Linked DNA regions of Macaca mulatta: region 2 is linked to region 1. A link is a contact called in public Hi-C data. All regions are on one chromosome and are shown on one strand. The core of a region is the stretch at or near the end of the contact, and the rest is flanking DNA. Distances in the headings are between cores, read along the strand shown. Region 1 holds the start of RPL24 (ribosomal protein L24). Region 2 holds the start of PCNP (PEST proteolytic signal containing nuclear protein).

Region 1 (6,508 bases), core at 2,498-4,997:
CCACAGAAGCCAGCTTGTGACAGTAGGTGACATTATCCCACATAGTCTGTCACCATAAGTTCATTACTACTAAAATATATCCTTGGCTGGGCATGGTAGCTCACGCTTGTAATCCCACCACTTTGGAAGGCTGAGGTAGGCTGCTCACTTGAGTCCAGTTCAAGACCTGCCTGGGCAACATGGTGAAACCCCATCTCCACTAAAAATACAAAAAATTAGCTGGCCATGGTGGCAGACGCCTACAGTCCCAGCTATTCACGGGGCTGAGATGGGATGATCACTTGAGCCCAGGAGGTAGAGACTGCAGTGAACCCTGATCGTGCCACTGCACTTCAGCCTGGAGCCAAAGTGAGACCCTATCTCAAAAAAATAAAAAATAAAAAATAAAATAAATCATATTACAAACACTCTTCTGAACATGTTTAACTTCCCACTACACAGTTGTACCTTAATATCCCTATCAGCATGTTGAACCCAGCCTTTTCAAAATTAACCCTTTCAGGCTGGGTGCAGCGGTTCATGCCTGTAATCCCAGCACTTTGGGAGGCCGAGGCAGGTGGATCACCTGAGGTCAGGAGTTCGAGAGCAGCCTGACCAACATAGAAAAACCCCATCTCTACTAAAAATACAAAATTAGCTGGGCGTGGTGGAGCATGCCTGTAATCCCAGCTACTTGGGAGGCTGAGGCAGGAGAATCACTTGAACCCAGGAGGCAGAAATTGTGGTGAGCCAAGATCATGCCATTGCACTCCAGCCTGGGCAACAAGTCTCAAAAAAAAAAAAAAAAAAAAATTTACCCTTTTCCTGACAAACCTACTTCCTTCCTCTTATCTATCCTCTCTTGACAAATGATACCACCATTCACCAAGTCCCCATTGTCAGTTTTTCCTTACCTCCTATATTACCTATTTCTATGTTAACAAATTACTCCCCAAAATATAGCTTAAAACAACAAACATTTATAATCTAACAGCTTCCATGGGTTAGGAATTCAAGAGTGGTTTAGATGAGTGGAACTTGGAAGAGCAAGGAACAGGTTCTCCCTTAGATCCTTGATCCTGAAGGCACACAGGTACCTTGATTTCAGCCTAGTGATACTAATTTTGAACTTACTGCCTCCAAAACTGTGAGAAAAAATGTACCTGTGTTGTTACCAAGTCCATAGTAATTTGTTACAGCAACTACAGAAAACTAATATAGCAGGGAAATATGTACAAATGGGTGAAGAAACTGTGAAGGGAAGCATACACTGTTCTTAGAGGGACAGAGGCTGAAAAGGGCACCAAGTTTGATTCAGTATTGCTCCATAAATGAATAAAAAGAGAACAGAGTGTAGCTAAACCTTTTGCCTATGATAAAAGAGAAAGCATGGATAAAGTCAGCAATAATTTATGTAGTGTCAGAAGCTCTACTTTATGACACTGTATAATATAAATTCATTTAAGGGTCTCTCTCTGCAAAATTTCTCCCTATTCTAAGAGCATTTTGAGCACAATTTGTTCGTTATGGGAGTGTGTTACAAGGAACCCTGGCATACCAACTCAAGAAGGCCCTCCAGTAAAGAGTAAAATACTGCCAAAATCCCTAAGGCCCAGTTTCCTGCATTTCTTCCACAGAACCAGTCAGGCCAAACGTAATTTCAAAGAACAATAAAACAAAATCTTTCTAAAATATTGTGAAGGGACTATAAATTCTGAGGTTCTGTGGAGCAAAAAGGACTGCATTCCTTCAGATGGATCTTGGTTCCACTGGCTACCTAAACTCAGCTGTGCCTTGGATCTTGTAGAAGCCAGGACTATTTCCGAAAGATGTTTTGTTTGGGGTTTGTTGTTGTTGTTTGTTTGTTTTGAGAAGGAGTCTCGCTCTGTCGCCCTGGCTGGAGTGCAGTGGTGTGATCTCGGCTCACTGCAACCTCCGCTTCCGGGGTTCAAGCGATTCTCCTGACTCACCAAAGTGCTGGGATTACAGGCCTGAGCCGCTGTGCCCGACCTCCCTTTTTTTTTTTTTTTTTTTTTTTTTTTTGAGATAGAGTTTTGCTCTTCTTGCCCAGGCCGGAGTGCAGTGGCGCGATCTTGGCTAAATGCAACCTCAGCCTCCCCGGTTCAAGTGAGTCTCCTGCCTCAACCTCCCAAGGAGCTGGGATTACAGGCACACGCCACCACGCCCGGCTAATTTTTGTATTTTTAGTAGAGACGGGGTTTCACCATTTTGGCCAGGCTGGTCTGGAACTCCTGACCCCAGGTGATCCACTCACCTCGGTCTCCCAAAGCACCGGGATTACAGGCGTGAGTCGCCGCATCTGGCCACCTAACTCATTCTTAACACTGGTTTCAGGCAGGGCGCGCATGGCGGCGGGTGCCTGTAATCCCAGCTACTCGGGAGTCTGAGGCAGGAGAATCGTTTGAACCCGGTGGACGGAGTTTGCAGTGAGCTGAGACCACGCCACTTCACTCCAGCCTGGGTGAAAGAGCGAAACTCCGTCTCAAGAAAAAAAAACAAAAAAGACTGGCTCCAACACATTTGTACAGTTTGCGTAACATTAGTCAGCCAACTTGTTAGACATTTCAAATCTCTTCAACCAGCTATCTTACAAAACCTTTTTAGCGTGACTTGCATACATAGACAGCAGAAATCAATCATTACATTTGTTTCCTAGTCATATACTGCAGCCTCCCACAGAATTCAAGAATTGCCTCTGGCCATTCCTTGTCATACGATGAAATATGTAACAGATTGAGCCCTTGGCCTCCAAGCGGGGCTCCACCGACCCCCTCAGCTTCACTAGACACCAGCTCCGAATTGTAGTTCTTAGGCGGGTACTTAATAGGAATTCTGGAAACTGAATGAGCTCATGTTTGCAAAGCCTTTGGCGTAATTCCCGGCACAGAGAAAGCGCTCAATGAATGTTAATTATAATTAATGCAAAGCGCCAACGTGCACTGTTTGATTCGCACAGCCTGGGAAACAGTTCGGTTGTCATTACTTTCTTATGGTTAAATTATTCAAATGGTTAAACTATTAATTTGTTTGGTTGAGGAAATGGGCCAACAGGGAAGGCAAAACGTGACTTGTTTTACCTGCGGGGCATTCGTCTTTGGATCTCTTTATGATAAGATACAGGACACCTTTCTCTTCAGTTCACATTCCCTGCAGCCGTAAGATGGCTCTAGAATACTCGGCAGTAAGACAGAATGGGCCGGGCGCGGTGGCTCACGCCTGTAATCCCAGCACTTTGGGAAGCCGAGGAGGGGGGATCACCTGAGGTCAGGAGTTCGAGACCAGCCTGACCAACATGGAGAAACCACGTCTCTACTAAAAATACAAAATTAGCCGGGCGTGGTGGCACATGCCAATCCCAGCTACTAGGGAGGCTGGGGCAGGAGAATCGCTTGAACCTGGGAGGCGGAGGTTGCGGTGAGCCGAGATCGCGCCATTGCACTCCAGCCTGGACAATAAGAGCGAAACTCCGTCTCAAAAAAAAAAACAAAAAAACGGAGAGATAGAATGACTCAGATACCAACTGTCTGACTGCCCTTTTTGGCAGGCCCTCTGAGCCCGAGAATCCTCCAGCAGCCTCTGGAAGAATTCCGCCAGAGGAAGTCAGTTGTCACGGAAAACGAGATCTTCCGCCTCGCGATGATACGTCATCAAGGAGCGCCCGGAATATCGAAGGATTTTGGGGGAGGAGATTTCCGGCCCCCAGCCCCTCCACGACCTTATAAGGTCTCTTCCCATGATTCTCTCTTTCTCTTCGCCATCTCTTCTTTTCCCGTGAATCCGTCGCCATGAAGTAAGCACGACCCGTGGTTCCCAATCCGCTTACATCCTCGGGCAGAACGCCTCTCTGTCGTCCCTGGCATGGCTGTAGACACCCTCCCTGATGGACTTTCACTTTTTGTTGCAGGGTGGAGCTGTGCAGTTTTAGCGGGTACAAGATCTACCCCGGACACGGGAGGCGCTACGCCAGGACCGACGGGAAGGTAAAAAGCCGCGTCGGCTTAACCTAGCTTCTTGTACTCCGAGGAGGAAAGGCTGGTCTAATTCGGTTTAGACGGGTTCATTCCCCACATCACCATTGACCTCTGGAACGCTTCGTGGACGCCCTGTGGACTGGTCGTTAGGACCAGACACCTCTAAGTGAACCAGCGTTGATTACTTACTGTGAGCCAGGTCGGACGTCAGGAGGGGTTTATGTAACTGATGTCCCTGTGTAAGGGAAATAACTGAGGTACCGAGATAATTGGTAGTTTCCCCTTGGAATCCCGGGATGGACAAGAGCAGAATGCTTCCCAGAAGGATGCACCACCCTGTCGTTTGCTATGAGTTTAGATTTCCTGCTCTCGAGAAAAGATTAAACGCAAGGACCTTCATAGTGTCGCGCAGTTACCTGCCAGTTACGTGACAGCCTTTTGGTTCTTGTGGGCTTCAGTTTTGTAAAATAAGCCAGAACTAGCATGTTGATCTTCTAAGGATTCCAAGCTCATTCAGCCTCTTGTATTTTGTATAAATAGGTAATTCCTTTGAATTTGTCACTCCAGGTTTTCCAGTTTCTTAATGCAAAATGCGAGTCGGCGTTCCTTTCCAAGAGGAATCCTCGGCAGATAAACTGGACTGTCCTCTACAGAAGGAAGCACAAAAAGGGTCAGTCGGTAAGTGGAATACGCCTTGATATTGGGAGCTATCTCTTAAGTTGTCTGAGTTCTCTGAACGTTGGTTTTCTGCTCTGTAAAGTTAAATCAGACTGTATGCGAAAGAGTTCTTAAACTGTAAAGCATCAGCGAAATGCAAAAGATATTATAAACTGTCTCTATACATCTTAGGCTAGCAGCAACACCAAGTTGAAATTTTAAAGTCAGATAAATTACGTTAAGCACATTTGGGTTATAGGGCAGGGTGGAAAGGCTTAGTTTTCCAGTGGGAGGAAATTGAGAACTTAACATAATTTGGTGTTGATTGGAGTATTTACAGGATTAGTCCTAACGTAGCCAGTCCACCATACTGGTTCATTCTCAAGACAGTGGTTTTTCTGGTCCTTGTTAAGTGTCCTTTTAGCTGGGTTATACATGAGAACAAGTTTGAGTGCCATGGTGGGACTAGTATTCAGTAGGCTTGGGAATACTTAGCACCTTCTGTATGAAGGACTTTTCTAGGTATTGTGAGAAATAAATGCCATCAGACATAAAATATGTTGAAAGTTCAGAGGAAGGAGAAACTTAAAAGTGGATATGACACACCTGTTAGGGTGACTATTAAGAAAAAACAAAACAGGAATTACAGGTGTTGATGAGGATGGGGAGAAATTGGAACCTTTGTGCATTGCTAAATATGTGGCAGCTGTGAAAAACCGTTTGGTGCTTTATCAAAAGGGTAAACATAATTATCCCAGCAGTTCCACTTGTAAGTTATACCCCAAAACAGTTGAAAGCGGGGACTCATAACTTGTACATCATTGTCATAGCAAATCCGGGGTTGGTGGCAGCGGCTGTACTCTAGCTGCTCCCGAGGCCAAGGTGGGAGGATTGTTTGAGGCAACATAGGAGACCTTTTTAAAAAAAAAAAAAAAGTTATTTAGATGGATAATGGTGATAGCTACACAGCGCTATGAATGTACCTAAGGCCACTATACTTTTTTATTGAGACGGGTTCTCTGTTGCCCAGGCTGGAGAGCAGTGGCAGGATCACAGCTCACTCTACCTCAACCTGGGCTTAAGTGATCCTCCCACCTCAGCCTACCCAGTGGTCCACAGGCACATGCCACCATGGCCCAGCTATTCTTTAAATATATTTTGAGGAGACAGAAATCTTTGCGATGTTGCCCAGTTTTGTCTCAAATTCTTGGGCTCAAGTAATCCTCCTGCCTTGGCCGCCAAAAGTACTGGCATTACAGGTGCGAGCCATCCTGCACGGCTAAATTATACCTTAAGTTAAAATGAAGCCGGGCATGGTGGCTGACATGCCTGTAATCCCAGCACTTTGGGAGGCCGAGACAGGCGGATCACGAGGTCAGGAGTTCAAGACCAGCCTGGCCCACAGAGTGAAACCCCATCTCTACTAAAAATAGCAAAAAAAATTAACCGGGTGTGGTGGCAGGCACCTGTAGTCCCAGCTACTTGGGAGGCTGAGGCAGGAGAATAGTTTGAACCCAGGAGGCAGAGGTTGCAGTGAGCTGGGATTGCGCCACTGCACTCCAGCCTGGATGATGAAGTGAGGCTCTGTCTCAAAAAAAGAAAAAAAAGTTAAAATGGGCCTAATGCAGTGCCTCACGCCTGTAATTCCAGCACTTTGGGAGGCCCAGGCAAGAGGATCCCTTGAGCTTGAGCCCAGGAGTTTGAAACCAACCTGGGCAATGTAGTAGCGAAGACCCAGTTTCTATTTAAAAAAATAGAAAACAGGCCGGGGATGATGGCTCATGCCTGTAATTCTAGCACTTGGGGAGGCCGAGGCGGACGGATTGCCTGAGCTCAGGAGGTCGAGACCAGCCTAGGCAACATGGTGAAACCTGGTTTCT
Region 2 (6,508 bases), core at 1,284-3,783, 100 kb after region 1:
AGCTCTTCTTCAACATTATTTCTAACGTTATTTCTCCTAACATTTTTTCAGAGAGCTACACAGATATAACCAAAGAGCAGAGAAAAAAAACTACCAAAGTTTTACCCTATTCTTTAAAGCAGGGAGTTCAAATAAGTAGCTTCTCTCACAGACATAAATTAATGTTGGCCAGGCGCGGTGGCTCACACCTGTAATCCCAGCACTTCGGGAGGCCGAGGCAGGCGGATCACGAGGTCAAGAGATTGAAACCATCCTGGCCAACATGGTGAAACCCCATCTCTACTAAAAATACAAAAATTAGCTGGGCGTGGTGGCACGGGCCTGTAGCCCCAGCTACTTGGGAGGCTGAGGCAGGAGAATCACTTGAACTGGGAGGTGGAGTTTGCAGTGAGCCGAGGTTGCGCCACCGCACTCCAGTCTGACAACAGAGCAAGACTCCATCTCAAAAAAAAATAAAAAATAAAAAATAAAATTAATGGAAACTACTCATAAAAAAATACTTATACTTCCAACTCAGTAGACTGCTCAACAGGAATTACAATTCAGAACATTCTCTAGTTAAGCCCCTAAGACAAACTTGACAGTGTTTTCAAAAAAGTGACTGCCACAAAATTACCAATTTAGCAATATCCACGGTATGACATATTTTAATTATGACTCCTCTGCACAATTTCATTAAAAATATCTGACATTCAAAAATGGCTTAAATGTAACAGCACTACTTTCTTGTAACGACAAGGAGACAAATTATATAGAAGTTAAGGGATATTACTTACTCTAAGTTACCACGAAAAAGACCATAATAATTTTTCTGATACCAATTAGCAAAGTAATTTTATACTATTTCTCCCCACATGCTAAAATGGAAACATCAGTATTCGTACTGTAGAACTAATAACCCTCAACTAAAAGAATGGCAGATAAATTATACAGTGGATTTATGATGACATTCAAGGTACATTTTGACAGCACATTAAACACATCTGCTACCCTCGGTCAAGACAGTTTACGAGATGGCCTTAAAGTCAACACATGATTCTTTAGACTTTTCCTCAAACTACTTCTAAATTTTTTTGCTTTTCCTCAAACTGCTTTTAAATTTTTTATGTAATTTTATCCCACAATTTCCAAGGCAATTTTTTTGGGAAAAAAATTCACTAGTGAGAAAGCAGTAGATAGTTTAAATTGTTCTTTCATAAGGTATTTTACTAGTCAAAAAAAAAAAAAAAAAAAAAGCAGGGGGTGGGGAGGCGAGAGAGATGGAGTTTCAGCTTAACAGAACCGTACGTGTTTTTTTAAGAAGGAAATCCTGGGTACAAAGTAATTAACATTACACTTAATCTTTTCAATAATTTTTGTTCCCAAGGCAATTCACATGAAACATGTTAGTAGGTCTACTAGTGGCCTTCATATGCTATTAATCGTTTCTATTTTCTCATATTAAATAATTTCCGGAATGATAACTGAGGTGGTCAGAATAGAGAACAATGTTTAAAATACTCTAAAAACATTTTAAACAGCTCGCACGTGTTAAGTCACTTGTCTTGTTACGTGCAAAGAGGGAGGGAGAGATTACATGTTTCTTTTCCTTAACGCACAAGACCCGAATTTAGGGAGTGGAATGGACAGAATAAGGATAGCTGTAACCTGAGTTTAACATTGTAACAAAATACAGGAAGAGTCACGCTAGACTATTTAGTTGCCTAAGTATCTGGCAAGCGGTCAGCTGGCAACAGCCTAAGGGAAATACTTCAAAGAAAGGCAAGCAAACCTTAGCCCTAGACCCCACAGCTTAAACCAGAGGGCAGGCAAAGGCATTCCTCTTCCCCTCCATCACCTCGGCCCACCCTGTCACAGGGTCAGTATTAAACTTGGAACTAAAGGAAAGAGAGCAGGCCGGAGTTGTCCACCTCCTCAGTGAAAAGAGAGCAGCAAGCGTAATTAACTCCTGCGTGGAACTGAGAGGCCGGCACCGTCAGAGACTCGGCCTGCGGCCAGTTCCCGCGGCAACTACTCGGTGGCTTGCACTGTGTGTATGTTTTGTCTCATGAGCGTCTCCGGTGTGTGTGTTTTGTGTGATATGCGTCTCCGGTGTGGCGGTAGCGGCTCCTGCACCGCCGCTCCTGGTCCCACCCCGAGTTCGGTCTCCCTTTCTGGCGCCCATCTCCCTTCTCCTCGAAATCAGGGCCTCCGCTGGGGCCAGGAGGTGACGACCAGTGGCCACCTCTCCCCCGGCAAGGAGGCGATGTGGGCCAGGAGCCCAGCGGGCCGCACCGGGCGTGCCCGAGGCAGGTCTGGGCCCAGCACCTGGCCGGGTGAGGTCCAGGTCCGCCCATTCTCGCCCCACCCCACTCCCCCCACCCTGGGGAGCTCAAAGAAAGGCCCGGAGCATCCCACGCTGCCCGCGACGCTGGGGTTGTGTTCACCTCCGGCGGCTCCAGCTCGCTGCGACTTTTCAGGCTTCTCCTCTCCCGCCTTCCCGTCCGCCATTTTCCCCGCCGCGGCCTCCCTTGCAGCCACGCCAAGGACGTCACGACCCCGCCCAGCAACCATTGAGTTTTTGGGGCCAGCCGGCGTGGTGGCGGCCTAGAGCGGTCCCGAAGAATGAAAAGAGGCCCCCTTCGGAAACGGAAGTGGCTGTGATGTCATGGAGTAGCCGCCTCGGAAGGAAGAGCTGGGATGGTTGGGTGGTCTAAGTGGAGTGCTGGCTAGGGACTTTATATTAGAGGGTAGTGAGGTCTTCATGGTCCAGCGACACGTCCCGAGAAGTGAGGGGAAATGGAGCATCTCCCTGGAAACGCTGGGATCTTAGAAGGTTTCTGCATACCCAGGTGTGGTTGCAGCTGAGGCTGAGAGGGTCTTCTGTTCCGGCCTTGCTGGATAACGTATGCCTGCCAACTCTATGTAAACAAAAAGCCCGCATTCTTTTTCCCTATTTAAACGGGAAATCAGCGTTTATGTAGCGCCCCCTAGCTTCAGACGCCTTTCATACACTCGTTTAATCACCGCGATTGGCCAAATATAGAATTCTCTCAATTAGCTGTGAGAGTTGAGGCCAGAGAGAGTAATTTGTCCAAGTCAGGTAGCCAACTGTAAATCTACTTTTTCTACAGGGTGCTTCTACGAAGTTGAGAAACTACTGTGTCAAGTTCAGACTGCGGTAATTTTTGCTTTACTAAGAAATCTTTAGTGGATTCCTACAGTCTGCAGAATGAAGTCCGTGAGTTACATTAGGCCCTAGCCTACCTTTTCGGCTTCATCTTACCCCTTTCTCAGTATTTATCCAGCCCTCCTAGCAAAATGGGGTCTATTACTTGCTTAGGGAACTGGAATTTCTGGGTTTGCTCTACAATATATAGTTAGAGAAAGTCTTAGGAGTCAGAACTTGAATTTGAATCTGTTTTGCCCTTTCCTGCTTGAGTAACCTATAGACTTGCTTACTGCCTACAGACCTACCTTTTCTTCTCTATAAAAGAGAAATAATAATAGTGCCTCCTCAAAGAGTGGTAATAGGGCTCAAATGAGATCATTTTTGTATACCATTATTTGGTCACTTTATACTTCCCTCAATTTGTGTGTGTGTGTGTTTTTTTTTAATTTTTATTATTTATTTATTTATTTATTTATTTATTTATTTATTTATTTTGAGACGGAGTCTCACTCTGTGGCCCAGGCTGGAATGCAGTGGCCAGATCTCAGCTCACTGCAAACTCCGCCTCCCGGGTTTAGGCCATTCTCCTGCCTCAGCCTCCCGAGTAGCTGGGACTACAGGCGCCCGCCACCTCGCCCGGCTAGTTTTTTGTATTTTTTTAGTAGAGACGGGGTTTCACCGTGTTAGCCAGGATGGTCTCGATCTCCTGACCTCGTGATCCGCCCGTCTCCGCCTCCCAAAGTGCTGGGATTACAGGCTTGAGCCACCGCGCCTGGCGTGTGTGTTTTTAAACTGTTGTCTGTGAATGGCTCAAAAGTTCCTTGAAAACAGAGACCCAGTTTTTAAAAACTGTGCTGTGCGTTTCATATATGAAAAGTGTTCAATATTTGCAGATGGATTACACCTCGGGCTTCAAGTCCAGGGAGTGGAGAAAGAATGAAGAAAGTATCAAAATGTGTTTCCCATGACAGAAGCAGGGCAGTGTGGTGGTGATTTTGTGATCTAGGTTGAAGTCCCTGAGCCATCATTTATCATCATGTATGTAAAAGTAACCAGGAAACTATCTTACAGGTACTTAATTCATGTTTGTTTCATTTTCCTCGTGATCTTTTCAAGGTAATCCTTGAGACTGTCCTCCACCTCCTCAGTGAAAAGAGAGCATTTTAAAAATGGAGGTGTACGCGAAGATTTTTATTTGAGATTATGTATTTATAGATGCTTGTAATTTTTTTTTTGGTGGGGGGATGGAGTCTCTCACTCTGTCACCCAGGCTGGAGTGCAATGGCATGGTCTCGGCTCACTGCAACCTCCGCCTCCTGGGTTCAAGCGATTCTCCTGCCTCAGCCTCCTGAGTAGGTGGGACAACAGGTGCGTGCCGCCACACCCGGCTGTTTGTATTTTTAGTAGAGAAGGGGTTTCACTATGTTGGCCAGGCTGATCTCAATCTCCTGACTTTGTGATCCGCCCACCTCAGCCTCCCTAAGTGCTGGGATTACAGGCATTAGCCACCGCGCCCGGCCGATTCTTGTAATTTTTAAGTGAAGAAGATAAAGCTCAGAGAAGTCACAAACCTGTATAGGAGCGGATCCAGTTCCCATATACCACACTGCAGAAGTTAAGGATGTGCAGGACTACGTATGTAAGGGAAAAAAACAAAACAAAAAAAGGATGAAGATAGTAATCCATTCACCTTTCAGTTCCGTGAGTTTCATGAGGTGTGCCTGTCTTGTTCGCCACTGTTTCCCCAGCACCTGGATTATACTAGTCTGGATAAATATCTATTGAAGAAATTAATGCAAACGTCAGTAGCCTACAAACGGGTTAGGAAATGAAAAGGTAGTGCAGTATGAAGGGGTGGAAAGGGGATGATCACTTTCCTCCCCATCAAAAGTCATGACAACATGCTTATAACAAAAGACAGGTTAACGAGAGAAGCCTAACAAATTAATGTGCATAAGCGTGGGGAACAATACAACAAAATAAGAAAACTCAATAAGGGTCAGATGGTTGAAGCTTAAATACTTTTCACAGGGGAGAGAGAGGTGGGGGGACTACAGGCAATTTTAGAGGAGTAGTAAATGATTTTAGGAGATAGTAATGCAGAAATTCACTTGTAAATTATTCTCTTTGTAAACCAAGTGAAACTAGAGAACCAACAATAATTTGAAGGCCGGGGGTGAGTGACTCACTCCCATGATCCCAGCTACTAGGGAGGCTGAGATGGAAGGATCACTTGAGCCCAGGAGGCAAGATTGCAGTGAGCCAAGATCTCGCCACTGCACTCCATCCGGGGTGATAGGGTGAGACCCTGTCTCAAAAACAAAAAACAGTAGTTTGAGGCAAAGTTTGGGCTCTAAGTGTGGTGGTTAATTTTCAGTCTCTTTCTCTGTGATGTGAGTTGTTTTTTTCATGAGACCAGGTCTCACTGTGTTGCCCAGGCTGGAGTGTGGTGGCTATTCACAGGCATGATGATAGCACACTACAGCCTCAAACTCCTGGCCTCAAGAATCCTCCCAACTGAGACTCACAAGTAGCTGGGACTACATGTGTGCACCACTGTGTCTGGCTTTGTGATATGTTTTAATTTCTTCTGGTTAATGAAATTTCAGGGAGGAAGGAGATAGAAAGCAATTGTGTTCTTTGATGGGTCTGGTTTCTAGGTAGGTAAGAAACTTCAAAGAACAGTCTTATCCTGTGTTTTGGGGGAGGCAGAGGATTGAGAGGCAGGAGGTTGGGTGGGGAGATCAGAGACACCTTGTGGCTGCTTCTCTAGTTCAGCATGTCAAAGCACTGAATTTTGAGGTATTGTTTTCTGACAATGAATAGGCAATGTAGTCCAAGGCAAAGAGCATTAGTTTTGTACCACACAAAAACTGGACTTAAATTCTAACTCTGCCTTTTGCTAATTCTGTGAGTTTGGACTGGATAAAAATGTTATGGAATATGTTATAACTATACAAATGGAATAATTCATATAAGGTTACTGAAGGCATTAAGTGAGATAATAAACGTAAAATCTATAATATGCTGCCTGGCCATGGTGAGAGCTTGCTTAGTAGTAGCTATGGATTATAACCTCTAATGAGCTATTTAAGTGGTTTAAAAAGTTGGACATGGAAGGTAATACGAGCAATTGTTATGTTAATTTAGATGTGTAATTTGTGAGGTGACAACTATAATATCTAACATTTATTCAAGCTTACTATACACCAAGCATTGTTGTAGGTATTCTACATGAAATTAAGTACATTAAATCATTACAACCCTATGACTTAAGTGCTACTATTACTCCCATTTTTATGGAAGAGGGAATTTAGGCACGGAAAAGGGAAGAAGTGGAGCTGAACTTGAAATTCA

What was found. Hi-C and Micro-C count contacts between places; a contact is called where the count stands out from the background.
Region 2: a contact with region 1 is called in a Hi-C map of blood, with 4 times the contacts expected there. The contact joins the promoter of PCNP here to the promoter of RPL24 in region 1. A contact is called at or near these places in 5 of 14 Hi-C or Micro-C datasets (blood, cortical neurons, fetal cortex germinal zone and 2 more).

The regions. Positions count from the first base shown.
Region 1 is chr2:181,905,153-181,911,660 of T2T-MMU8v2.0, forward strand. RPL24 (ribosomal protein L24) reads left to right here and starts at 3,748. Exons shown (of 6, transcript NM_001265968.1): 1 at 3,748-3,790; 2 at 3,905-3,980; 3 at 4,539-4,649. The coding sequence starts at 3,786. LOC114676448 (a long non-coding RNA gene) reads right to left here and starts at 3,310. Exons shown (of 3, transcript XR_003727505.2): 1 at 3,078-3,310.
Region 2 is chr2:182,006,092-182,012,599 of T2T-MMU8v2.0, forward strand. It overlaps PCNP (PEST proteolytic signal containing nuclear protein), which reads right to left and starts at 2,534. Exons shown (of 5, transcript XM_077993992.1): 1 at 2,427-2,534. The coding sequence starts at 2,490. It also overlaps the pseudogene LOC106996647.